Linked DNA regions of Mus musculus: regions 1, 2, 3, 4, 5 and 7 are each linked to region 6. The links are chromatin contacts, called in public promoter capture Hi-C maps. All regions are on one chromosome and are shown on one strand. The core of a region is the stretch at or near the end of the contact, and the rest is flanking DNA. Distances in the headings are between cores, read along the strand shown. Region 1 holds the start of Tmem126a (transmembrane protein 126A). Region 2 holds the start of Eed (embryonic ectoderm development). Region 3 holds the start of Ccdc89 (coiled-coil domain containing 89). Region 4 holds the start of E230029C05Rik (RIKEN cDNA E230029C05 gene). Region 5 holds the start of Hikeshi (heat shock protein nuclear import factor). Region 6 holds the start of Pcf11 (PCF11 cleavage and polyadenylation factor subunit). Region 7 holds the start of 2310010J17Rik (RIKEN cDNA 2310010J17 gene).

What was found. Promoter capture Hi-C pulls out the DNA fragments that hold promoters and counts their contacts. Capture Hi-C pulls out chosen DNA fragments and counts their contacts.
Region 1: a promoter capture Hi-C map of adipose tissue shows a contact between it and region 6, with 6 times the contacts expected there. The contact joins the promoter of Tmem126a here to the promoter of Pcf11 in region 6. A contact is called at or near these places in 11 of 39 promoter capture datasets (the C10 cell line, the HPC-7 cell line, cranial neural crest and 5 more), 10 of 484 Hi-C or Micro-C datasets (B cells, CD4 T cells, LSK cells and 6 more), 5 of 115 datasets of contacts at active chromatin or transcription factors (cardiomyocytes, embryonic stem cells, extraembryonic endoderm stem cells and 2 more) and 3 of 9 other capture datasets (adipose tissue, liver and pancreatic islet).
Region 2: a contact with region 6 is called in a promoter capture Hi-C map of liver, with 4 times the contacts expected there. The contact joins the promoter of Eed here to the promoter of Pcf11 in region 6. A contact is called at or near these places in 5 of 39 promoter capture datasets (the C10 cell line, cranial neural crest, embryonic stem cells and 2 more), 2 of 484 Hi-C or Micro-C datasets (B cells and CD4 T cells), 3 of 115 datasets of contacts at active chromatin or transcription factors (astrocytes and embryonic stem cells) and 1 of 9 other capture datasets (adipose tissue).
Region 3: a promoter capture Hi-C map of liver shows a contact between it and region 6, with 8 times the contacts expected there. The contact joins the promoter of Ccdc89 here to the promoter of Pcf11 in region 6. A contact is called at or near these places in 6 of 39 promoter capture datasets (the 3T3-L1 cell line, cranial neural crest, liver and 2 more).
Region 4: a promoter capture Hi-C map of liver shows a contact between it and region 6, with 7 times the contacts expected there. The contact joins the promoter of E230029C05Rik here to the promoter of Pcf11 in region 6. A contact is called at or near these places in 2 of 39 promoter capture datasets (liver and pre-B cells).
Region 5: a contact with region 6 is called in a promoter capture Hi-C map of liver, with 5 times the contacts expected there. The contact joins the promoter of Hikeshi here to the promoter of Pcf11 in region 6. A contact is called at or near these places in 2 of 39 promoter capture datasets (both in liver) and 1 of 115 datasets of contacts at active chromatin or transcription factors (embryonic stem cells).
Region 7: a contact with region 6 is called in a promoter capture Hi-C map of liver, with 6 times the contacts expected there. The contact joins the promoter of 2310010J17Rik here to the promoter of Pcf11 in region 6. A contact is called at or near these places in 2 of 39 promoter capture datasets (liver and pre-B cells), 1 of 115 datasets of contacts at active chromatin or transcription factors (astrocytes) and 1 of 9 other capture datasets (adipose tissue).

Annotation. Positions count from the first base shown.
Region 1 is chr7:90,455,475-90,459,138 of GRCm38.p6, reverse strand. It overlaps Tmem126a (transmembrane protein 126A), which reads left to right and starts at 1,936. Exons shown (of 5, transcript NM_025460.3): 1 at 1,936-2,067; 2 at 3,620-3,664. The coding sequence starts at 3,627.
Region 2 is chr7:89,979,159-89,982,405 of GRCm38.p6, reverse strand. Eed (embryonic ectoderm development) reads left to right here and starts at 1,430. Exons shown (of 12, transcript NM_021876.3): 1 at 1,430-1,994. The coding sequence starts at 1,881. RefSeq lists cis regulatory regions at 953-960, 1,156-1,163, an enhancer at 1,135-1,171 and a promoter at 1-1,594.
Region 3 is chr7:90,424,507-90,428,193 of GRCm38.p6, reverse strand. Ccdc89 (coiled-coil domain containing 89) reads right to left here and starts at 1,882. Exons shown (of 1, transcript NM_027298.1): 1 at 1-1,882. The coding sequence starts at 1,610. The coding sequence ends at 498.
Region 4 is chr7:90,027,246-90,030,810 of GRCm38.p6, reverse strand. It overlaps E230029C05Rik (RIKEN cDNA E230029C05 gene), which reads right to left and starts at 1,652. Exons shown (of 6, transcript NR_110365.1): 1 at 1,584-1,652.
Region 5 is chr7:89,939,047-89,942,588 of GRCm38.p6, reverse strand. Hikeshi (heat shock protein nuclear import factor) reads left to right here and starts at 1,385. Exons shown (of 5, transcript NM_026304.3): 1 at 1,385-1,620. The coding sequence starts at 1,591.
Region 6 is chr7:92,668,139-92,671,609 of GRCm38.p6, reverse strand. It overlaps Pcf11 (PCF11 cleavage and polyadenylation factor subunit), which reads left to right and starts at 1,698. Exons shown (of 16, transcript NM_029078.3): 1 at 1,698-2,181. The coding sequence starts at 1,990.
Region 7 is chr7:90,128,526-90,131,907 of GRCm38.p6, reverse strand. It overlaps 2310010J17Rik (RIKEN cDNA 2310010J17 gene), which reads left to right and starts at 1,972. Exons shown (of 3, transcript NR_046007.1): 1 at 1,972-2,036. Picalm (phosphatidylinositol binding clathrin assembly protein) reads right to left here and starts at 1,695. Exons shown (of 20, transcript NM_001360867.1): 1 at 1,206-1,695. The coding sequence starts at 1,335.

The DNA of each region.
Region 1 (3,664 bases), core at 687-3,186, 2.2 Mb after region 6:
ACAGCAGACGAGCATGTATTCTTTTCATGCACACATGAAAATCCCGTTTGGACCAGAATCTGCACTATAAATATCGATACACTTTTTTAAAGGATTCAAATTCTACCAAGTATGTTCTCCAACCACAAGAGAACTGAATCAGAGATTTAAAAAGAGATTAGGAAACCAAGACACTTCTAGATAGACCATAGGTCAAGAAACCTAAGAGAAATTACAAGACTTTTGAACTAAATGGAAATATTTTTTTTAATTTTAAATTAAATTTCAAAATCTGTGGGAACAAAGAGGTCCTTAGAAGGGAATTTCTGACAATAAACACACAAACTGAAGAGTAAAATGGTCTCACACCAGTGACCCCATTCATGCACATCCTTAGAAAACTGGGGGGGGGGGGGCAGAAAACACATAGGAATAAGCAGCAGAGAAGAAAAATTCAAGTTGAAAACATAAAATCCAACATCAAAAAACCCCCAAAAAACAGTGAAACAGACAAAAAATTTTTAAGATCACACTAGCTAGACTGATCAGGCTTCAAAGATTCAATAAAACACTATCAAGAGAAGACATATGAGGTCACTGCAGGATACACAGATATTAAAAACATAAGGAAATATTTATCAACAGTTTAATCCAATAAGCTTGAAATTTTGGACCAAATGGACATTTCAATTGTTCTGAGAAAAGTTTTGATGTTCAATCTAAAAGGTATCTACGCATAGAACAGTGAAATATCTATTATAGATGCTGAATTTATATTACAATTCTATCAATCAGGAAAACTCTGGGCTTAGAAGTCTCCCGTGATGATTCTACCAAACATTCAGCAAATGACATCAAAATGATACAAACGCTCCCAAAAGTGAACAGTTGCTAAATGACACTAATAAGTCAGCGCTACCCTAATGCCAGCACCGGACAAGGAAAGTGTAAAAAGGACTGGGGAAAAACAAACAAACACCCCGCTCATTGGTTAAGAGTAATTGCTGCTCCTGCAGAGGACCGGGGTTTGGTTCCACAGGAATTGGAGTACAGTCTTATTTAGAAATAAATAAATAGATAGATAAATAAATAAATAAATAAATAAATAAAAACAAAAACAAAAAAACTAGAATTGACTTGATGCCTCTCGGGACAGGAATCTTTCGGGACAGGGATCTTACTCATTAGTCTTCTGATAAATTCCAGGCCTCTCAGTTTGGTAAGCGTCTTTATAGTCTACTCACAATTTTACAAAATAACCAGGTAAAGAATTTTGTCCTTTCCTGTTTTACAGATGCAGATGAAAACTGAGACGGAAACTCACAACATTGGTTCCCAGTGGTGCTGACTTATACCCTAAGCCTCCCCCTGGCTGTTTTGTTTGGAATTCACACTGTACGCAGACCAGACTGGCCTGGAATTCACAGAAATCCCCCTGCCTCAGGCTACTGAATTCTGGGATTAAGGCGTACGTTATCACGTGCGGCTCCCTTACTTTTGAACCGTTAGTTTTTCACTACATTCCGTTAACCCTGTTTCACAGAAGCAGTGTTCTAGAGGACATGGGGAATGCTGAGGAAAACAAAACAAAACAAAAAAAAAGCACTCGCTCTGGAATTGCTCACGTTCTGCTGGAAGTCACCCACAGCATAACATGGCACAAAGATCCAAGAGCGAGATGGAGCAAAAAGTCAATCTCAGGCTAACTTCACTGCCAACGTTGCCTTCATCAGCCCGTAGCCTAGCGGCTGCCATGCAACCTACGCCAGGATCGGGGACTCGGAAGTCGGGCTGCGTGCCCAGGCGGGGTGGTGTCGAGCCCAGCCACCGCCACACCGCTGTTTCTGCAGGCTGTACCCGGGATGGGCTATAGCGGACTCGCCAGTCCTCACCGCTAGTCCACAGTTTAGCGTCTCCTGGACCGGAAGCCCGTGGACAGGAAACAGAGGCGGAGACAGAGTCACGTGTGAGCCAAAGATGGAGCTCAGACGACCCTAGCGAAGGTTGCGGTAGACTCGGCGCGGGAGGACCCGGGCAAGCACCGGCGGCTGGGGAGGCTGCCATTAGCTGCCTTCATTCTGCCGAATGGTGAGTAGCTGTGCCAATGTCGCGCTGGGAGAGGCGCGGGGTGGCCACGAGGGTGGGGAACGCTGTGTGTGCTGACCCGGTCTTCACTTTCCACCCGTGAGGGGGAAGACCTGGCTGAATTGATTGAGTTGAAGAATCACTGCCAATTTACAAATTGCTACGTTTAATTTTCCGATGCTTGGTTTTTATGCAGAAACTTTCAGAGATCTTTGTAGTATTTCAAGGTGTCTTTGTCTTTGATGGGGATTTATTAACTGAGAAATAATACCAGGAAGAAGAAACAGGACTTGAATCCTGGGATCCTGATCTAAACCGCTAAATCTGTATTTTACTTTCGAGGTTAATTTTTAAGTCAAGATTTATGGAATTTTGCACATGCAGCATTTTCCAAATCATTGTATATATACAACAGGTACCCAAGATTTGGTAAGACATTGTTCCAGTGCTGTCACAGCTAACTAATACGAATGGTGACCCAAGACAGGCTGATTTATTATCAGGTTATTTCTGAGTTTTGGTTTATTGCTACTACTGTTTTATCTTTTGAAATAGGGTCTTGGAGTACATCCAGGAACTCACAACCCTCCGGCCTCAGCTTCCCAATAGTAGAGGTATCACCACAGGTTGCAGACTTTTTTCCTGTCACCAGGAAGTATGTTTTTAAAGAGCCCAATCTAGTAAAAACGAATCCACCATTCTACACTGATATTCATCCTATGTGTACCATGCCTGCTCAGGCCAGAAAAGGGCATTAGATCACCCTAGGCCTGAAGTTACAGCTGTGTGTGAGCTTTGACGTGGGTGCTAGGGCTCGAATCTTTCATCATGTGTCCACATGCCTGCAATGCCTATGAAGGGTGAAGAGGATTCCAGTCCCCTGGAACCCTTGTTCTTTGCAATAGTGTTCTCTCAAAACTACTGAGCCCTTTCTAACCCTTGACACCTAATCATCTTTACAAAGTGGCTATTACACTTGAAATACAACTTATAGTTCCACCAGCAGATGTCACAGCTTTCCTGAATGCTTCCAAGTGAAACTAATTACCTGTGTACCTAATGACATCCCTGTTATCTTAGCTTCCACCTCATGTTTTTGTTGTTTACTGGATGTTGGCTTTCTCTCATGATGTGAGGCTCTGTCTGTTGCATCACCCCTCCACCCCACTTGTCTAGCACAAATTCTTTGGATTTTTGTTTTCCTGTAATAAATTTTCATGTAGCTCTGCTGGCCTCAAATTCCAGTATTATCAAGGACAGCCCTGAGCCCACCCCCCAACTGTTTCAACTACAGTCATGTCACCATGTCTGAATTAAGTCATTTTTTTAATGTTTCATGTATGTAGTAATTGCTTAGAAAATCAAGATTGTGGAGTGTCTTAGAAACTTATGCGCTGCTTTTCTTGTTCAGGTTTCTGGTATGCTGTATTGGGAGAGGGAAATCTTATATGCTATATATACATTAAGTTAATCTACATCTCTTACATAATTATGCATCTCAAAAGACTTTTTCTAGATATACTTTTTAAATTGGGATTGTTATATTTTTTTTTAGGTCCAAGATGGAAAGTCATAAACCAAGTACTAGCAAAGATGATTT
Region 2 (3,247 bases), core at 181-2,680, 2.7 Mb after region 6:
ACAATATAGAAACAATTCTGTCCTATAATTGAGGAGAGGAAGTTCTTCATTCAGACATTCCCATGGCTTAACAATACACCCACCAAATCCACAAGGCTCACAAATTTATTATTTGTCTGTCAAGATTGTACCTGAGGGGACAAGTGAGCTGGCTCAGTGGTTAAGGCTGGCTACAGGCTGGCTACAGGCTGGCTACAGACTGGCTACAGGCTGGCTCGCAAACGTTAGTGACTCCAGTCCCAGGGATCCAACATCCTCTGACTTTGTGTACCAGTACAGACATGTGGGGCACAGACATACACACACTCATACACACATTTTTTTTAATCTAAAAATGAAAAATTAAAGAGTTTTTAATGATACGGGCAAATTTAGTTACCTTTCCCTATATTAAAAAATTGCCTTTTACCTAAGTCTCACAAACTCATGCAGTTGCTCACAGTGACTTATAGGTCTTGTCAGTTTCCTAGAGCCTCAGCTTTCAACAGCTAAAACGAACACTTAAGACTATGAATTATGACAATTCAGAACCATGTAATTTTTATTTATTTATTTTTGGAAAGAGGGTCTATAACGAAGCCCAGGCTGTCCTGGAACTCCTCGTGTAGACCAAACCAGTGTGTAGCTCTAACACACTGCAATCGACCTGCCTCTGACACCCTAGTGCTGGAATAAAAGGCATGCCCCCATACTCTGTCCGATCCATACAATTAAAAAAATTTTTTTTCAAACAGGTTTTTAGTAAATAGCCTTGATTGGCTCGGAACTTGCTATGTCGACCAGGATGATCTAAAGATTGAGGCGAGCAGGCAGTACTTCCGTTGTTGCCCTTCCGATGTTGGATTACTAGAATGTATCATGCATCACAAGGTATTTTTACTTAAGTCTAAATATGTAATTTAAAATACAGGCTTACTTAAGCCAATAGTGGCACCAACCGGTTGAATATAACCAATCATTGTAATAAGTATTTATTAGATAAAATATCTGCCCAGAACGGAGGCGTGTCCGTAGGCACTGATTTGGTACCGTTTTGAAATCCTCCCCGAAGCTTCAGAAACCGGTGGAAAGACTACCTGGTTCAGCAGACAGAACCGAGGGGAGGAGGGGCCAGGAGGCGGCCTGTCGTCTCCGTAACCCAGCGCGAGAATACGCCTCAGCGCATGCGCACCTGCAGGTGGGACCCGTCCATGTGCCCGATGGGGGAGGCGAGCAGGGAACAGCCTATAGATTTTGAATCTCTCCCTTCAAAAAAAGAATCTAGGCTGTGAGAAGTTCCGTAAACACTAACTCGAAGTTGTTCTCCCGAGCTCCGCATCAGGGACCGTAGACACAGACCCCCTAAAACAAGAGGTGACTTCTCTTTCCTCCCCCCTCCCTCGGGAGCAGTGGTGGGCCGATCCAGGCCACAGACTTTCGTTCGTTTGCAGCGGGTCGGAGATCGAAGGATTGAGCCAATTGCGGATGAAACGTCTTGGCCAGGAAGGGGGTGAGGGAGCAGCCCTTTGAGTTCCGCCTCGTCTCTAGGCGCTGGTGGGGAAGGGGGACGTAGGAAACCCCTGCCCTCTGAGCCAGCAGATCCGACGCCTCGGTGCAAAGTGTCGAGAGGGCGGCGGGAAAACCGCCCGCCCGGACCAAGGGACGGGAAGCAGCCGGGAAGCCGTGCGGGAGGGCGCGCGCGTGCGCGCCCCTTTTTCAGCAGTGTGGCGGGGTCGCACGCACGCCCGCCTCGGCGGCTGGGCGCGATTTGCGACAGTGGGGGGGGCGGCGGCGGTGGCGGCGCCGGCAGCTTTGCGGCAGGCTCGGGCCGGGCGTGCTTGACGGCGGTGTGGCGGAGGCCCCGCCCGAGGCGGCAAGAACCTGGAGGGAGGCGGAGGAACATGTCCGAGAGGGAAGTGTCGACTGCGCCGGCGGGAACAGACATGCCCGCGGCCAAGAAGCAGAAGTTGAGCAGCGACGAGAACAGCAACCCGGACCTCTCGGGAGACGAAAATGTGAGTGCAGCCCCGCCTGTCCCGGGACTGTGGAGTAGAAGTTTCAGGTTCTTTGGTAACTGCGGTCGGGGCCGGCGGGCGGGCGGCCGTGGGGGGAGGGAAAGGTGTCACCCGCGCTCAGGAGAACGCAGGCGTGCGGGGAAGTCCGGTTTGGCTGGGGCTTTCGAGCTGGGACTGCGGCAGATAGCAAGCAGAAAGTTGTCGAGGAGCGGATTAAAGGTCCCAAAGGGTCTGCGAGGTCCGCTCAGATCGTCCCTGCGTGGGAGACGGAGTTTGTGCCTTTGGGGGCTTGACGCTGATTGCGAATCTGAGATTGTACTTACTGGTTTAAAAGGCATGCTCGAGGTAAGAGGTTCAGTTTTCCCCAGGAAAGTTGGTACGAAGGGTCCTCGTAAGGATCCGAGGGGCTGTGTCACTGTAGAGCACTACGGGATCTTCAGGATGGAAAGTATAGATCTCTGGCTTGGGTTTACGTGACCGTGCGGTTATGTATGCCCCTTTCCATGGAAGTGCGGTGTGCCTTCGTGTCGACTTTTTTGTGGAAGGAGTAGAATCGAGAAGATCGTAGAGGGGGAGCCACCTTTGATTAAGGCAAAGGAGGGAACAGTTTGAAAGTTTTTGCTTAATGTAAAGGGATTGGAAGATTTCAGGCCACCGTGGTAAATTCTGTACTTGAGCCAAGTGTGAAGATTAAGGGAAGTCGGTGCTTAGAGAAATGCCGCCCCGTAAAAAAAAAAAAAAAAAAAAAAAAAAAAAAAAAATACTATGCAAGCGTTGTAAAGAGTACTAGACACGTGTTCTAATAATTAGATACTTATATTCTGATAGGGTAGCGTAGAGGCTTTGGCCTTTCGTATAATGATTACTTAGACTTTAATGAAAATGTCAAATTTATAATGAGGAAATTGTCAGGGAAAAAATTTAAGTGAAAGCTCATTTTATCTTTCCAAACTCCTAAGGTACATTTTTTGATGCTTTCTAAATTTATCCATAGTTGAATGATTGAGTTAGCTTTTGCTTCGGTCCCTTCAAAGAGGGACAAGACTTAACGTTTTGGTATGTGTGTTTTTGACACATTATTGAACCCTTTGGGGTCCTCTCAGAAAAAGGGATTTTTTGTTTGTTTGTTTGAGTTAGAATCTCCCTGTTCAACATAGACTCTCCCCATGCTGCCCTCACACCTGTTACCTTCCGTGCTTTAACCCTCTCAGTACCTAGAAGACATTTATGCACCACCATATCCTGCAGAATAC
Region 3 (3,687 bases), core at 633-3,132, 2.2 Mb after region 6:
AAGCTAATACAAAATCAGATCCAATTAGAGCCTTTTTGCTGAGAAGTTTTTGTCCTACCATGCTGACTTCTGTTTGTTTATACGCCCACCTACAGTGTTGTAAGCCTATTGTTCTGCAATGGCTAATGGGGCTGTGTCTTCCCTTTTTTCCCCCACGATAGCATGTTTATTTTAGGATCCATTAAATCATACATCTTTTCAAGCTATCTATAGGAAGATGTCTGAGGCTGAGAATGAGTGAGTTATGAGGTAGAAGATACGGATAATCTTAAGAAACCTTTGAAGGTACAGCGGGGAACACTGGTTAATCTTAAATGTGTTCTAGTGGGTGTAACTGAAAATTAACATTAACTTTGCAACAGTAACAACAACAACGTCATAGTAAAGTAGTTTTTGTACTTAAAAGTATAGTAAATGAATTATCTTTGCTTTTGCCATAAATCTAAGGCACATGGACTTGAAATATTGACTGGAGACCACAGGAAGCACAATTTCTCTTATGGAAAGAGATGGCGGAGTTTGGCATTAAGCTCTCTCTCTTTGCTTAAGAGATCCAGGCTGTGCTTTTTGAAGGCTTCTGATTGCAGACGCAGCTCATCATAAGCTTTCTGGATCCCATCTACCCTGCGCTGAAGCTCGCGAACTCTCAGGTTGCTATCAACGGCCACTGCCTCTTGCTCAAAGCGTTCCAGCGCATGCTTCTTAGCCATGGCTGCTGTCTCCAACTTCTCCTCAAGCTGGCGGATCTCAGCCTGTTTGTTCTGAAGCACCTTGCCTCTCTCCATGGACAGCTGCAGCAGCTCCTCTTTCTCTCGCAGGACAGTCTGCAGCCTGGCCTGCAGCTCCTGGTTCAGGTTGAGATTAGCCTCTTGCTCCTTTCCCATCTGTTCCGTGGCCTGCTGGTGTTGCTGTTTGATGCTCTGCAGCTGGCTGCGCAGCTCCTCGGTCTCCTTGGCATGGTCACAGGCTTGCTGGTTCTGCAGGCCCAGCAGCTCCTCCTCTCGGGCCTGAGCCTGGCTAGCTTCGTGAGCGCATCTCTGTTTCAAGACCTCCAGTTCCTCCACCAGGGCCTTGTTGAGTGTAGTGAGCTCCAGTACCTTAGCCTCCTGGTCTTTCAGAGCCTGGCTGAAGAGGCTGTTGTTTTCCTGCCTCAGCCTCGCATTCTCCTCTTTCAGCTTGACGTTTTCACTCTTGTGCGCATCCTTGAAGCGAATCATCTGCTCGTGGTTGGATGCCAGGATCATGAAGTGATTCTCCAGCTTTTGGATGTGCTCACTCTGGGCCTTCAACTTCTCCATCTCCTGCAGCCTCTTCTCCTCCAGCTCCGAGTTGAGCAGTTCTAAGATCTGGCAGCGTTCCAGGGCCTCGTCGGATCTGCGTTTCAGGATGCAGATGAGCTGGGATTGCTCTTGGATGCGGGAGCGAAGCATTGCCTTCTCGCCCTTCTCCTCCTCAGACAGTCCCCTAAGGTTGGCCAAAGCTTCTCTCAGACCGTCCATTTCCTTAAACCCCAATTCCTCATCCTGGTTTTGCAGGTTTTCGTTTTGTTTTCCTAAGATCTCGTCGGGGGGTGGGGTATCCATCCTAAGAGTCTTCTCCTCCTGCGGCATAGACGCGCTCTGCGGGAGAACTGACTTCAGTCTTTCCCCCTTCTGATTTCAAAGGGGCGTTGCTATGGACGCTTGGCACTCTCCAGCGGTTGGTTTTTCCAGTAAGGAGTCCTATAATTGGTGGACAGGCCTGCAGAACGCAGTGAGGTAATAGGGGGAGTTCAGGGCCAATCTGGTCAGGCTACGCATGTCGTTTAAACCAATCACAGTTCTTAGTTCACTGCCACTGTCCCGCCTGTGCCGCAAAGACATAAGCCTTCCACAAAGTCAGCTTCCTATTCTCTACAAATCCTGATTTCTCATAAGAGTAAACAAAGTAAGCTTACAGTGACTTACTCTGCTCTTTATTCTGAAAAGAAACTGCTGTCTATAGAAACAATTCGCCATGGGTGCACACAAAGGAGAGTCTGGACCCAAGTCTTAGCTCAGCTGCTATAAATGAAATTTCTTTTGTTTCCCTTAACTCTAACCTTATCTTTGGGAGTGGACACCTTTAGTTAGACACTCAATCCTCCTGTTTATCTATTGGGAAAATAAATGGACAGACAGAAACGCAATGAACAATACAGATGCAATCAAATCAGAAACAAAAACCAAAAACCAAACCAAAACAACAACACACCCCATGATGGTTGATTACACTTGTGCCTTGCACACTGGAAACATGGAGATACAAGTCTGTTTGACAAGACGCCAAGAGTGATAGTCGAGTGTGTATAAAAGTGTCAGATAAGATTGACATATTAATAAAAACCTTAGAAGCATTAATAGAGCACCATGTTGAAAGAGAAATAAATAAATACATTTTAAAAACGAGACAGAAACAGCTGAGCAATGAATCTCAAGAATGATCCAACAAATGCAAGCAAAAATTAGATGGTATTTCATCCACCAAAGTCAGTAAAAATAAATGGATATAATTCTCATTAATTATGATTTCCCTTTAAACATGATAATGCTCAATTAGCTGTTTCTTTTGGATATTTAGATTCCAAGCTTCTTAATTATTATGAGGTAGATGGCAGAAGCTTTGCACAAGGTTCTTCTTCCTCCTCCTCCTCCTCCTCCTCCTCCTCCTCCTCCTCCTCCTCCTCCCCCTCCTCCTCTTCCTCCTCCTTCTTCTTCAGATTATTTCAAACAAACAGCTCCCCACAAGGACAGTTACTGGCTCTCAATACAGTTAAAGCACTTTTAGTTAGCATAGACACTCTTAACTGACTTTCATCCAGAATATAAAGAGCAAATGACCAGAAAATTTGAATGTGTCTCTTCTTGTTTTACATATAGTGAACATTGTATTTGTTGATTACCTTATATGGTTATGTGATATAACAAACTGAAATTATAAAATATATTTTCTAAGAACAGGAAAAACTCTCAAAATATTAACATCAGTTGTTTCTCCGGGTTGGAATAACTGTCTCCCTCCCTCCCTACCTACCTAAGGCCCACACACATAACAGATATTCAGAGATCTTTATTGAATAGTTTTTCCACATTTAAAAATGTATTTTGTTAAGTACAAATTAACTTCTGTAACATCAAAATCGATAGATTTTTTTTCTAAATTAAAGCAAAGAACTTCAAAAGATTTATTGAGGGTGCAGGAGGAGGAATACTAACACATAGGATGTTTGAAAAAGTTTGAGTAAACCTATTTTATAATCTTTTAAAATATAAATATTAGAATACACACACACACACACACACACACACACACAAACACACATATATATTTCTCCCTAGAAGCCATAGATCATGAAACAAAGAGCTAAGCATCAGGAACAAGACATTTGCCTTAAAGCTATTGATCAAAAAATCCAGAGACTCCTAAAACGACCCAGGCTATCTTCATTCTTCTTAGTTGCCCACCAAGACTTGATAAGACCCTGTTATTGGAGATACCACATGCTTTTGTCACAGAATATGGAAAATGAAACTGATCTTATTGGCTAGCTTTCATAGTGCTGGAAGGTGCTCTGTAGGCTTGCTGGGGGGAAAGACATCAACATTCTCACCCAGCTGTGAACCCTGCATACTATAATAAGGACCAGCTCAGCCAGATGTGCTCCTCAGT
Region 4 (3,565 bases), core at 403-2,902, 2.6 Mb after region 6:
CTTGCACAGGGAGCTAGGTCTTGAAGGATTGCATAGAAAGCAGAGCTGGCTCTGGTATTTGTTAATCTTTCTCATTAGCCAGAATCTGGGTCATGGTATTTCCTGTTCTGTCCTTTCCTGTTGCCACCAACCACAGCACATATGCTATTACAGTTAAGGTCTAAAATTAGCATTATTAGGACCTCAGAGTTATTAGGGTTCTGTTTGTGTCTTCCTTTGCTCCCCCCAAGTTTTGACAATGGCAAAACTTAATGACTGAGCCTGCTGCTTTTGGCTATTTTAGCTGTATGTGTATACTCAGAACCTGCACTTAAATAATAGCCCAGCCAGGGACTGCTAATATGATCTCCCTAAGACCTGATTCCTCAAAGATAAAACAGGAATGAAAAATATTCGCCTCCCAGAGCCACTGTGGGGATTAACTGGGGAGAGTTCCTGGTACTGCCAGCATGTTGGCCACTTGCAGGCTGAGGCAGTTCACATAATCTGCGGGGTGGGGGATGATTCTCTTCCCCACTTTGGCGAGAGGTTTGATGAAGCGGCAGAGGAGTTACAGAAAGAAAATGTCTTCCAGGAAAGCAGAGTCCCAGAGGATGTGCCAAAAATGCAAGACTATTGTAGAGAAGGAGAAGCAGACAGAGGTTTCGTGAGCAATGAGACCCCCTCAACACCGTCCCCAGAGGTAGAACTGAGAGCCCCACTCCTGGGTTGAAGCGATGCTTTTCAATCCTACGAGACTGATTACAAAAACAGCTGCCCCGGCTCCAGGAAGGTTGTCTCTGCTCTTTATAAGGAAAAGATGACGTGCCCAGATGCTGGCCAGGGCAGGCCCCCTTTTCCATCAGGATCTCGGAAAGGTTGAGAACGGAATGTCCACTAAGCAGACATTGTCACACGCTGTCCCTACAACATCTGAGATATGTGCAGGACAGAAGATTGAGGGGCACGGGTGGGGAGCAGCTCCCTGCCCTGTCTGAATAATAAACACAATATCTGAGGGGAATGTGCCACAGGCTGAAGAAATTTAATAAAGGCCAGATCCAGACATAAACACACTGTGTGGCTTGCAACAGACAGTGAAGTGTGTGCCGTGTGAATTGAGTTCTCCTTTCCGAGAGTCCTTGATATAATTTAGGAGCCGCTTCTTGCCAATAAGCCATGATGCTCCCTGCCACTCTGGCCGTCTGCGTAAATTCTGATCATTTGCTCCTGACCCAGCTATCTACTGAGTACTTCACATCCCAGGCATTGGAGGGAGACGTGGACTCTCTGGTCTCATTCTAAGAAAGGAGAGGAAGTTGCTTTGTAAAAACCCAGGCTCTTCCTTTTGCACATCATTTGTGGGAAAGGGTATCTGCCTCTCTTAGCTGCATATGGAGAAAATAATTTCATGCAGAGAAGCTTGGTTCTGGCGTTTGCCAAGCGCCTCATCCATCTGGGGGCAAGCCCAAGACTGCAAGCCGCGCGGAGCAGCAGAACACGTTGCTATGGTAACTTGGCACCACACACCTTTGATCCTTTATGTCAGCCTCCTTCCCAGTCCCCCAACCCAAACCTGCACATTCCCTTTATAAGCAGCATACCTTCTCAGAAGATGGACAGCTTTTCTTCATTCTTACACAGCCAGTTATAAAGACATGTTATAAGGCACTTGGACAAAGGGGTAGTGCTTCCTTTTAAAGGTCAAGGCTCGGCTGGTTTTACTTCCTGATACACAGCCGTGACTGAGACCCATGTTAGCTTATCTTCTATAGAAGACTTAACTTTCAAATCCCTTTCATACATTAGTGGACTTTATCACCATGCTGTTTTAACCTCAGGCTTAAACAACCCTAAAAGACAAGAAAATGAGCCCATTAAACATTCTGTGCCCAGAAGCACCCATGTAAGGTAGAGCTAATTTTCCTGCTTTGCAAATGGGAAAATAGTATGAAACGGTCAGTGAGCAGTGGCAAGAGGAACGGTGAACGGGTGAGATGGGTCCGTGGATAAAGGTGCTTGCTAAGCCTAATGACCTGAGTTTGATGCTTGGGACCTGCATCATGAACTTCTGAACTTTGTTCTCTGACCTCAACAGGCATGCTATGGCATGCATGCACCTTTGCATACAAATAAATATAAAAATATTTCTTTTGAAAAAGATGAGGAAGCCGGGCGTGGTGGCGCACGCCTTTAATCCCAGCACTCGGGAGGCAGAGGCAGGTGAATCTCTTGAGTTCGAGGCCAGCCTGGTCTACAAAGTGAGTTCCAGGACAGCCAGGGCTATACAGAGAAACCCTGTCTCGAAAAACCAAAAAAAAAAAAAAAAAAAAAGAAAAAGAAAAAGATGAGGAACGGAACCAGGTTTCTGAACTCCAAATTTTATGCACTGCTCTTATATCTCACCTGATGTTCAGTCGCTTTCAGCCTTCATTATTTTACAAATAATAATAATAATAACAATAACAACAATAATAATACAGATGCATTCAAAGCAACAGCCAGGTTGTGTTTTTCTTTCTTCCTTTCTTTCTTCCTTTCTTTTCTGTCTGTGTGTATGTCTGTCTGTCTTTCTTTTTGGTTTGTGAGACAGGGTTTCTCTGTGTAGCCCTGGCTGTCCTAGAACTTGCTTTGTAGACTAGACTAGTCTCAAACTCACAGAGATCTGCCTGACCCTGTACCCCGCATGCTTTGGTTTCTTAAAAATAGCTTTATCAGCCAGGCTTGGTGGCACAAACTCCAGCACCAAGAAAGAAGAGGGCATCTACCCATTGAGCCAGCACTGCTGGGACATGTTGGTAATCCCAGCACTAGGGAGACAGGCAAGAGGATCTCCAAAATTTCCATGTCAGCATGAGTGACATAGTGAGTTTGAGGCAAGCCTGGGTGACTTAGCAAGCCTCTGGCTCAAAAAAAAAAAAAAAAAAAAAAAAAAAATATATATATATATATATATACATATATGTGTGTGTGTGTGTGTGTGTGTGTGTGTGTGTGTATTTTACACCGCTTACAAATGTACAATGCAATGATTTTTAAAGTTTGTAAGGTGAGGAATATACTGGGGTAACTCACATGCTCTGCAGTCTTGCCCACTTGAAGCCTGTGCTCCCATCATTTTCAGCACATCATATCAGAGTTGTACAACTATCACCACAAAAAGAAGCCAAAGATCTTTTAGCTGTTACTCCCAGCCAATTGTCCCATACTCACTTCTATGCCCAACCATAAGCAACCACTAGTACACTTTACATCCCTAAAAATTGTCCCCATTCTGGGCACTTAATATTAATGGGTATATACCTACATACACATAATATATAGTTATGTATTAATATATATTTATGTGTTTATATATAGTATATAATTATATGTTAATATGTATATTGTATGTGTATATGTTTCTTCATGACTGCTTTTTTACTAAACATAATGATGCTTTCAAAGTTCATCCGTGTTCGGATGTGATGCATGTAATATATGTATGAGACATGTCTTACATTTCTCCACTCACTCATCAGTTAGTGGGCGTGTGGGTTGTTATCTTTTATTATGTTTAGAAATATTGCTATGAATGTTTGTATAT
Region 5 (3,542 bases), core at 136-2,635, 2.7 Mb after region 6:
GTTATGGGGCTGTGTGTGTGTGTAATGCCAGCCCTCGGGAGGTGGAGGAGAAGGATCAGGAATCCAGTATTATCCTCGACTACACAGCACGGTCCAGGCTAGTCTAAATTATGCAAAACCTTGTCTATTTAAAAAACAAACAAACAGAGAGACAAATAAATGAATAAAAACAAACAAACAAACACCAATCCCAAAAGATGAGCAGCAGTGTCACACACTTTTTTATTTTTTGGCTTTTTGAGACAGGGTTTCTCCGTGTAGCCTTGGCTGTCCTGGAACTCACTTTGTAGACCAGGCTGGCCTCGAACTCAGAAATCTGCCTGCCTCTGCCTCCCATGTGTGGGATTAAAGGTGTGCGCCACCACGCCCAGCTAGTATCAGATACTTTTAATTGTAGCATTTAGCAGGTAGAGGGAAGCAGATCTGAGTTTGATGCCAGTCTGGTCTAGAGTGAGTTCCAGAACAGCTCAGGCTACATCGAGAAACCCTGTCTTGGAAAACAACTCCCCAAAGTGAGAAAACTTAGATTATTATTTTTTTTAAAAGGCATTTTTACAACAAAACTCCCTAAGCAGCACCAGACCCTATTCTTAGTGGCAGTTATCAATTAATTCATCATTTAATCCTTCCAGCAACCCAATAGGTCTATTTGTCTCAGTTTGCAGATGATTGACTGATGAAGCTGTTATATAGCTTGCCTACAGTTGTACAGCACATTAGTTGGGGCGGGGAGGAAGCACAAGTGAAGCACTACAAGAAATATAAGCAAGAACACAACTACGTGTTAAAACTAGTATTTAGTGGGGAAAAGGACTTCTGGACCTCTATAGCTTTAGTGGTCCACGCCTATAATTCCAGCAATTGGAGGCTGAGAAAGGAGTGCACAAGTTCGAGGTCTACCTGGGCTAGGTAATAAGACACTGCCATAAAAATGAGATAAAAATATATTAACATTTTTGATATAATGTTTGTCAGGAAGAATGCAGTAAGTTGGTTGCAACTTGAATTTACGCTCCAAAAATCAATTTTTCAAGCTTCCGGGCAGGTTATGCCGAACCAATTGCCCTCCGTATAAAACGGAGATAATATTTATCCCATTAAGCTTTTGAAAGGAGAGGCTGGGTGAAACGATTCTGGCAAAGGCGTATTGTTACTCCTAAAATGTTACACAACCGCCAGAAAGGTCTTCTCCCAGCACCACCTTTAGAAACTTTGACTCACACAGGCACGGAAATCATGTACTATCAGTAGTAACTTTCAAATTCTCCCGGCTCGCCCTCTGGGAGGCTGGCGCACTGCACTATGGGATTTGTAGTCTTAGCGCGATACCAGCTCCTCCTTACTACCTTAGAAGGAGGAAATGGGTGTAATGACCCGGAAGTACTCGTTCCGGAGAGGCGTGCAAGTTAGGAAGGAAGGGTCAGAGGTCGCCGGCCCAGATGCGTTCCTGTGTTGTTATGTAGTGGAGGGTCACGTTCCTTCCTGCAAATTCTGGAAGGTTCTTGAGTTCAATTAGGACAGTGGCTGCGGAATTCCTGGTGTCCGGCCTGAGGTGCCCGCTGGCCTAGCAGAGGCGCCGAGGGCGCTGCCATGTTTGGCTGCCTGGTGGCGGGGAGGCTGGTGAGGATGGCCCGGGCGGTGGCAGGAAGGGGTCGGTGACTGAGAGCTGGGTGGTGGCACGGTGCACGGCGCTTGGAACGCGGGGAAACCTGGTCATTGTGCTTTTTTTCCTGGGCGTGTGCGACGGACGGGCAATGGGACGCTGGCCCCACTCTTAGCTGTGTTTGCGAGGCTGTCAGGATGTGACTGCATTTTGTTGAGTGCGGATTTTGTTCCACCTGCTGGGTTGAGTGCTGTAGTTACTTGTTAATTTCAGCCTTCTGTACGGCATTTCGCCGTAACCGTGGTAACTCGTGAGCTAGTCTTTCTCTCTTTGCTGTTCAGGAACGTACACTCAGTAGATAGTGTAGTAATTACTCTTGTAAATTGATAATGCTACTTAGAAGTAAAGCTGAGATTTGTAATCTAAAGCTAAGTGGTTTTCGGAAAAATTCAATTTTCCGGACAATGAAGGTGTTTTGTTTTGTTTTTCCTTTTTGGTGTCTTTGGAAGGCCCCCCCCCCCCTTTCAGAAGTTTACCGACCCAGTTTAAAATACAATAATTGCAAGTTGCTTAATAGAAATGACTGAAATTTAGGTGTGAGCCGTACCTGTGATAACTAAAGGATTCGAGTACAATGCTTTCTTTTTGGTCAGAGAGATGCCCTTGCTTAGCCAGAGCCTTAGAATGAAATGAAATGAAATGAGTGCGGGAGTGGTTGAGGAGTAACCAGAGTGAATCTTGTTTGCTCTTTAGAAACCAGCGATGTATCCGTCTTGAGACGTGACTCCTTTCTCTTTAGAGCTATTCTTGTTTTGTTTCTCCTTGTTTTGTTAAATACTGCAACCTCTTTGTTAAATTGTGCCTCACGTGTGGTAAGCGAGAGCTCCACGCCTCCGTTTTCACCAGCTTTTGATAATGTATTCTATACACGCTGCTCTTAAGAAAAACACGTGGTTCCAAGAAACCATGGACTTCTGTCTGCAGTGAATGGGAGGCTCCTGTGGAGGTGAGGTAGTGCTAACCCTGGTCAATAGCTTTTGGAATGTCCCAGTAGGAGCTCTGGGGTTTGGAAGATGAAAGAAACAATTTGAGAAGAACGTGTTCCTCAGATGTCTGCCATTAATAAAGCCCAGCTTCGTGTCTTACACCTGTATTTCCAGCTCTTCAGAAGGCTGAGGGAGGAGACCCACAGTTGCAAGGCTAGACCCTGGCTCTAAAACAGTGGTGGGGTAGTTCAGTAGTTAAAACACTTTTTTCCTGTCTTTTTTGAGACCGGTCCTTCTCTCTGTACGCCTGGCTGGCTGTCCTAGGACTCTGCAGACCAGGATGGCCTTGAACTCAGAGATCCAAGTGCTGGGTTAAAGGTGTGTGCCAGCACAGCCAGCTCAGAATTATTGTAAGCCCAAAATGTGGCCTCAAACCCCATTACCACAGAACGAAACAAACCAATGAAACCCTATGTAGAGTCTGTGTTATGTTGTGAGCTAATCTGGAAGGGAATTTCCGGCTATATGCTTTATTTGCCCAACATTAAATTTATATGATAAATATCCAGTGGATATTTCTTTAAGACAAGATTTTTTTGGGGGCTTGGAATTGTATATCATTAGACATAAATGAAAATGAAGGACAAATAGAACTACTAGCATCTCAGAACTTAACTCCATTCTTTTGCTAGAAAAACCACCTATTGAAACTTACAAACCTAATTTTCATTCTTTGAGTCTTTTCTTTTTCCTTTTATTTCTATAAGACAGGATTTCTCTGTGTAGTTCCAGGTGTCCTGGAAGTTTGCTCTATAGAACGGGCTAGCCTCAAACTCAGATCTGTCTACCTCTGCCTCCCCAGTGCTGGAGGATTAAAAGCCTTCGTCACCACAACCTTAGGTTTTTTTTATAACATTTATTTATTTGATATATTTAAGTACACTGTAGCTGTC
Region 6 (3,471 bases), core at 449-2,948:
AGGAACTTGTGAAACCAATTCCCCTCTGTCCAAAAGACATATGTGGTTACGTTGGTGCCTATCAGGATATCAAAGCACACAAATGCTGGCATTCAGGCTCCCTGGTACCACAAATACCTGTTACAGTCTTCAAAGTGCATGCTAGCATCCTAGCCCTTTTCTCCTCCTCAGGTACCCTAACCTCCCTCCAGCCCACAGGCTTCCATTCTGCCAGCTCCTCATTCTTTATAACCCTGCTATTCTTGCTGGTTTTTTTTTTTTTTTCTCTTCCTCTGCTCTGCTTTTCCTTCTCTTACCATCTTTGTCGTCTATCCGCCGCTATTCTCCCTTCTCTCAAAGACATCCATGGCCATGGTCTGATGGTCGTGTTCGGTTTATCTTTTTCTCTGCTCTGGATTCTCCAGATGCCATGGCAGTTCTTTCTTTATATCTACAATAAAAGCCTTCCCTTTAACCATAGCATGGAGTGGACGTGTCATCAGTTTGTGTGTGTATGTGTGTGTGCGAACTATCCCTCCACTGTGCTTCATAGTTCACTAAGGCTCTGACAAACTATTTGTTTTGTGTATCTTAAAAACCAGATTATAGAAATCTAAGGTATTTTTCCATATATCTCAGATGTATTTTTTTTTTTTTAAACAAGGTCTCTGTACGTAGCCTTGGCTGTCCTGGAACTCACTCTGTAGATCAGGCTGTCCTTGAAATCAGTGATCTCCGTTCTGTCTCTTTAGTGCTGGGATTAAGTGTTATGTTTTTTTGAGATAGGGACTCGTTAAGTAGCCCTGGCTGGACTGGAACTTGACATTTAGACTTGACAGGTCTCGACTCCAAGAGATCCACCTTCCTCTGCCTCCTGAGGGCTGAGGTTCAAGGCCTGAGCCATCAAGTATGGCTCAGATATTGTATTTATTCTAAGGCCATTTGGAAATGTAGCAGATTGAAGAGGTGAGTGCTATTAGGTTATTGTGAATACCCTTCCAGAAATGTGACTTCTTCAAAAGATCTCCAGCTCCTCTGGGAAAGCTTTTCTCACATAGCACCTCCTAATAAAAGCATTTTCCTGGGGACTCAACTCCTGCAAGCCTGTCTAGGTGCTTTTATGAGTGTGGCAGTTAGCAGGAGTTACTCCAGTCTGGATTCCGGGTAGGGCAGGCGTCTCCGCCTTAATGCCTGAGGGACAGCTGGCTCAGCGAGCCCCGCCCAGGCTCCCGGGAGCACCTGAGACGGGGCGACTGGCCTTGACTGGAGGCTTTCGCTCTTCCAGCTCATGCCAACCCCCGCCCGCACCCAGGAGGCAAGCGGGAGGAGGATGGTTGATGGAGTCGCCCAGTGGTTGGAGGAGTGCATAGGAAGGGGCCTGGTGCAGCTTTCATAAACTGGTTGGGCCGGTCCTCTGGAGCCTCCGTCCTCTACTGGCTTCCCTGGATGGGTTGTTATGGTAACAAATGACCGAACAGTCCCTTACGAATTGGCCAATGAGAGCCGACCGTCCTTTGCACCGCGTCTCCGAGCCGGAGGTGTTGCGAAAGCCGAGACTCGACCGAGGAAGAAGGCGGTGCTTGGACGTATTGCGGAAGGGCCGGGGGCGGGGCCTGTGACACGCGCGGGCCAGCCAATCCCGCCTGGTGTTTCCAACGGCCCCGCCCCTTACCGCACATTTCCCCTCCCCTAGTTCATTTCGCACGACGCAGCGGTTGGGAACACAGACATTTTCGGAGCTGGAGCCGCCACTGCCGCCGCCATTTTGTGTCTGTGGAGAAAGAAGCCCCGGCGGCGGCTGGAAGCGGACGGAGATTCCCCGTGAGGCTGCGGCGTTTCTTCCCCGAGGTTCCCCCTGGGTCGTCCCCCATCCCCCCTCCGTGGTCAGCATGTGGTGAAGCCGCAGCCGCCGGAGACCCGGGGAGCGAGGCCGAGGCGTCGGAAGGGAGGCGGGGTGTCGAGCGGCTTCAGCTTCGGCGGCGGCGGACCTCGGAGGGGGGCCGCGGCGCAATGTCAGAGCAGACGCCGGCGGAGGCCGGGGCTGCGGGGGCCCGGGAGGACGCCTGTCGGGATTATCAGTCGTCGCTGGAAGACCTGACCTTCAATAGCAAACCGCACATCAATATGCTGACCATTCTAGCCGAGGAGAACCTGCCCTTCGCCAAGGAGATCGTCTCTCTCATCGAGGCCCAAACCGCCAAGGTTTTTATACACCCCGCAGCCTCCTATTCTTCTAATACTCCTTGATTTTAGTGTCAGCCTCATCCCAGGTCTCGCTTCCATCCGAAGGGGGACGGAGTTCCTCCTCTCCAACCCCCCACCCCCGACTCGGGCTTGGTCTTTGGCCCCGGCTGGGAGCGTGGGCCTCTTTCGGGAGGGAGCGGGGAGGATGCAGGGTGGAGCCCCATTTCCGCTTACCAACTCCCTATTTAGGCCACCTCTGACTACGTCCCCACGCTCCACGCATCGGGGACAGCCTTTCGGATGGGGGAAATACTTAGAGGCAGTTGGTGTTTGGGGAGCGAAAGAGTTAAAAAACAAACCATCTTAAGCCCTTGGGAAGGTGGGGAGGGGCTTTCCCTCAGTGTCCTTTTTGGGGAATTGTGCTCTGTGGGTTGGAAGGAGGTGAAGGGGGACCTGGGAGCGAGCTGTCGGTGGGTTGGGTATAGGGAATTGGCCCCGAGTGGAGCAGCGGCCTGTTAGCTCAACATGGCGCCTGCAAAGCACATGATGCGAAAGGGAAGAGAGGAGAGAACCCATTCCCTGCCAGCCAGGCAGCTGCTCTCACCCGTCAGCCCCATTTTGGGGTGGGGGCTGTTGGATCAAACTTTTATTCTCCTCTCGGAGGGTCTGATTTTGCCCCAATGGTAGGAAAATTGGGCTGAGGATGGGGTTTGGGTGTGTGGGGGAGGTCTTATCCAACCTGTAGGTGGAGAATTGGCCCAGTGGGTAACAAATACTTGGAAGTTTCTTTGAAAAATTCAGTCCCTCCTTTTCCTATTCTCGTTTTCTCCCTTCCCTGATAGTGAAGGCTTGCTTTTCTTCACCCCTTGAGCGAAGTGGTCCTTTGCTACCTTCTGTTTTCCCTCTGGTCTTGCTCTTCTGTGGATTCATGTGGGAGCGATATGTTATTTAAGTAAAGTTACTGTTAAACTTAGTTTATATTGAGTCTTAACCGTTTCCCAATTAATACGTTTTAAGTTACTTTTCAAGCTTGTACTTAAGGTTTAGTTTTTTTTCTCTAGTTGTTAGTGATTGCAATTATCAGGATGAGCCTCCTTTTAGCAGAGTGAACCCCTTTTAAAAGGCCACTTTAACAACAACCACCAATATGTTGTTTAGAGACGGTTTCTGTCTAGTGTACAACTGAGTGGTCTGACTCTAATAAATGGTTTTGAAATGTGTGACTGGTATTATAAAATTTGTGAATAAAACATATAAAATATGTATTTGTCTTTTTTATTTACCTTTGTAAGGTGTAGAATCTGTTTC
Region 7 (3,382 bases), core at 723-3,222, 2.5 Mb after region 6:
ACTGAGTGATCCACTGAGCTTTGTACCCTAGGGCAAAGGAGCAACAAGAAAAAGGAGGTGGTTTTACAGGTGGCTCCTAGGTTAGAAAGCAACTGGGAGGAGTCCGCTCTATTAACTGTACCTAAGTTTATGCTGGAGTTACATTATGCCGCTTAAGCAAGATAGTTATCCAAAATACAGCTAGCATAAATTAAAACGTTTCCAAACCTGATTATTTGTACTTAAATATATTGATCCATTTCGAACCGCTACACATCACACTCAAGCTTCTAAATTCAAACCACCAATGTTAACAGTTCCAGGAACTGATACCAAAACCAGCAAAGCCCTTATCCATATCCTCATATGGATTACAAAAGGGGGGGGGGGGTAGAACATGCACAACACACAACTTCAAAACTCAGACAATATAATGATGGCAAATAAAAATAGTAACTTCCCACAAAGCCTTCCCCACACCACACTGAATCCCTTTGTTTCTACTCCCCACAAGCGTAAATGGAATAAAAGCCGAGTAACTGGGCATAGTATTGAAAGAAGGAGGTGACAAGAAGTCAAAGGAACTTAACGGAAGCTAGAATGGCAAAGATGACCGAAAAGGTAGATAGAAAGGTAGAAAAGGAAACCACAAAGAAATGGGAGGAGGGGAAAAACACTTCAAGAGCTGAGAAGTGACAGAAATCTGGTCCCACCAAGCAGAGTTAGTACGGAAATACGAAAAAAAAAAAAAAAAAAAAAAAGAAAGGAAAGGGAATTTTAAAAAGCTAATGGAACAATGGGGCGGTGAGCCTGAGTCCTGGAGACATTAGCCGGGGAATCACTGAGCGGACGGCTGCTAGGAGGTACGGGACGGGTGGGATGGAAGGGCAAAAGGGGCTGCAGTAGCTGGGAGAGGAGTCTGAGTGAGGAGCTGGGTGGGAGGCAAGTTGGTGGAGCGCGATGGGCTTGGTGGTGCCGGGGGCTAGGAGGCGAGGGTCTCAGGGGATCTCTGGGGGCGCAATGGATTGTCACATTTTTTTTCTCTCTTTTGAGAGAAGAGCAGAGGCCGTTAAAGGCAGGTGTGATGGGAGCAGAAAAGAACACACAGCTCGACCAGGCACAGGAGCCATCGTGCAGATAAGACGCAGGGAGGGAAGAGGCAGCCCAAGAGAGAGAGGAGGACGATGGAGAGGGGTCGGGAGAGGATGCGGGGGGTCTTCACTCACAGTCCAGGTGCTTTTTCTTGGGGCCCATGATCTCGTGGGTCGTGGCCTTGCATACTGTCTTAGATACCGCGGAGCCAGTGACACTGTGCTGGGCCGCGGTGATTCGGTCCGTCAGGCTCTGGCCAGACATCTCTGCGGCTCGTCCGCCACCCCTTCCGCTCCGCAGCCGGCGGGGCCTGGGACCCCCAAGCGCCCGAGGGTCCCCACCCCCCACCGCACCCCCTACCCCCACCGGCTCCCCGCCCGCCTGCCGGCCTGGGGCGGGGCTCAGGGCCGCGCGCCGCCACCCGCTCCGAGAGCCCCGGCTCGCGTGTTCCCCCGGCGGGCTCCCACACCAAGTCGGGGCCACTCCCGGGTCCCGCGCCTCAGCCTCGGCCCACCCCTTCCCTGGTCAGCTGGAGCCCGACCGGGTAAGAGGGCCAGGCAGCTGCAGGAAAATGGCGGCGCCAGGCTCCTCCTCGGAGCTTTCCGGGCTGCCCCTAGGTCACGTGACTCGGGTTCCGCCCCCTGCTCGCTTCCTCCCGCCCCTTCTCCCTTCCCTTTCCTCTCCGGCGCGCCCCCCTCCCTCGCTCCGGCGAGGGAAGAGCGGGGCGGCGCCCGCGCGCTACGTGGTGGAACCCGCCCGGCGGGCGCAACAGGAGGCCCGCCCGCGGGGGACGGCGCGGCCCGCCGCGTCACGTGACGCGCCCTGCCAACAGGTCGCCCGAGGCAGGGCCCCGCGTGTCGTAGGGGGGCGGGGGGGAGGGGCGGCCCGCTGCGCCCCTCTTTCACCCCGGAGGCGAGGACGCCCGCCCTCGTGTCAGAGGCTGACGCCGTGGGCTTGACAAAGAGGTGAGGCAGCTGCTGCCTGTGCGTAGTTTTCACCCCGAACTGGAGGTGCCTGGGCTCCGGGGCTTCGCCTCGCTCAATTTGGCGCCGACCCCACGGCCCTCCTCCTGCCTTAAAGAAAACGGCTCCAGCCAGTCTCTTTCTGAGCCTACACACAGGCCTCTTCAAATGCACCCCGCTCTCCCTTTTAGTAACAGGGCTTTGGGGCTTTTTTTTTTTTTTTCACCCCCTCGTCTTCTTTGAGAGTGTTGGAAACGTCACCTAGTTTTGTTTATCTCGACTTACTAAGAGTCGCCACGTTCCTGCCAGTCTAAATTTAGATAGAAGCCAGCCCGGTATTCATTCTCTGCGGTGTCAAATACGACAGGAAACACATAGCTTCAGTGGAATTTGAAAAGGGAAGTAGTAGGGTGATGTCAACAGTGATTAACTTGACCCTACAAGGCTGACAACCAGCGAGATTAAAGGTCCACACCATAGAAGGAAGTGAGACAGCTCGGTAAAAGGAGAAGTCCCATTCAGAGTCAGACATCAGTACCTGCGATCTCCCCTGGTTTAGCCTTTCTTCCCTTTGGCCTCTTTTCTCCTCTTGTGTGAGCCAGATTTCCATGGAAAGATATTGACTCTGCCCTGTAGGCATTTTAGACCAGTATTACATCCCGAGACTTAGATCTATGAAATCCAGAAGATCTATGAACAAAGCCTTTTTAAATGTTACTAGTGCTCCACATTTAACTCAAGAGTTAGGGATAAATTTTAAATTCTCTGTGAATGTTAAGTTACCATCATGGTTCTATGTAATCTTGCTAGTTTCAAATGAGATTCGAGCGTACTCAAAATCTGTGTACACCATCTGCCAACCAAATCTAGAATATTGCGCTTAAATCTGTTAACTCTCAACGGATGAAAAGCTAATAGATGTTTAAAATTGTGTGTGGTATGAGGAATTCTGTGGTCTCTTCACATTCCCTTTCTATCTCACACGCCATTCTGAAGCACGGTGATTTTGGCAAGAACTCACAATTCTTATTAAGGCTGCAGGTTTCATTCTTGTCACACCAGCTTGAGAATTCACAAAACTGTAAAACTCCCTTTGGTGCATCTGCATTCCATTTGTAATTTGGTACCCTGTGTTTATCAGGCAGTGGAATGACCGGGAATTTTTGTTTGGTTGGTTTTTGTCTGTGGTGTGTACTCATGTATGCATGTTCACGTGACCCACATGTGTGTGCAAGTTTTAATCCATTATAATTTCTTTTATTCTCAAACTATTCTACTAATTTCTTAGCTAATTTCTTTATCATTGTTTAACCAACTATCCAGTTAATATTTTCTGAACCTATAGTGGG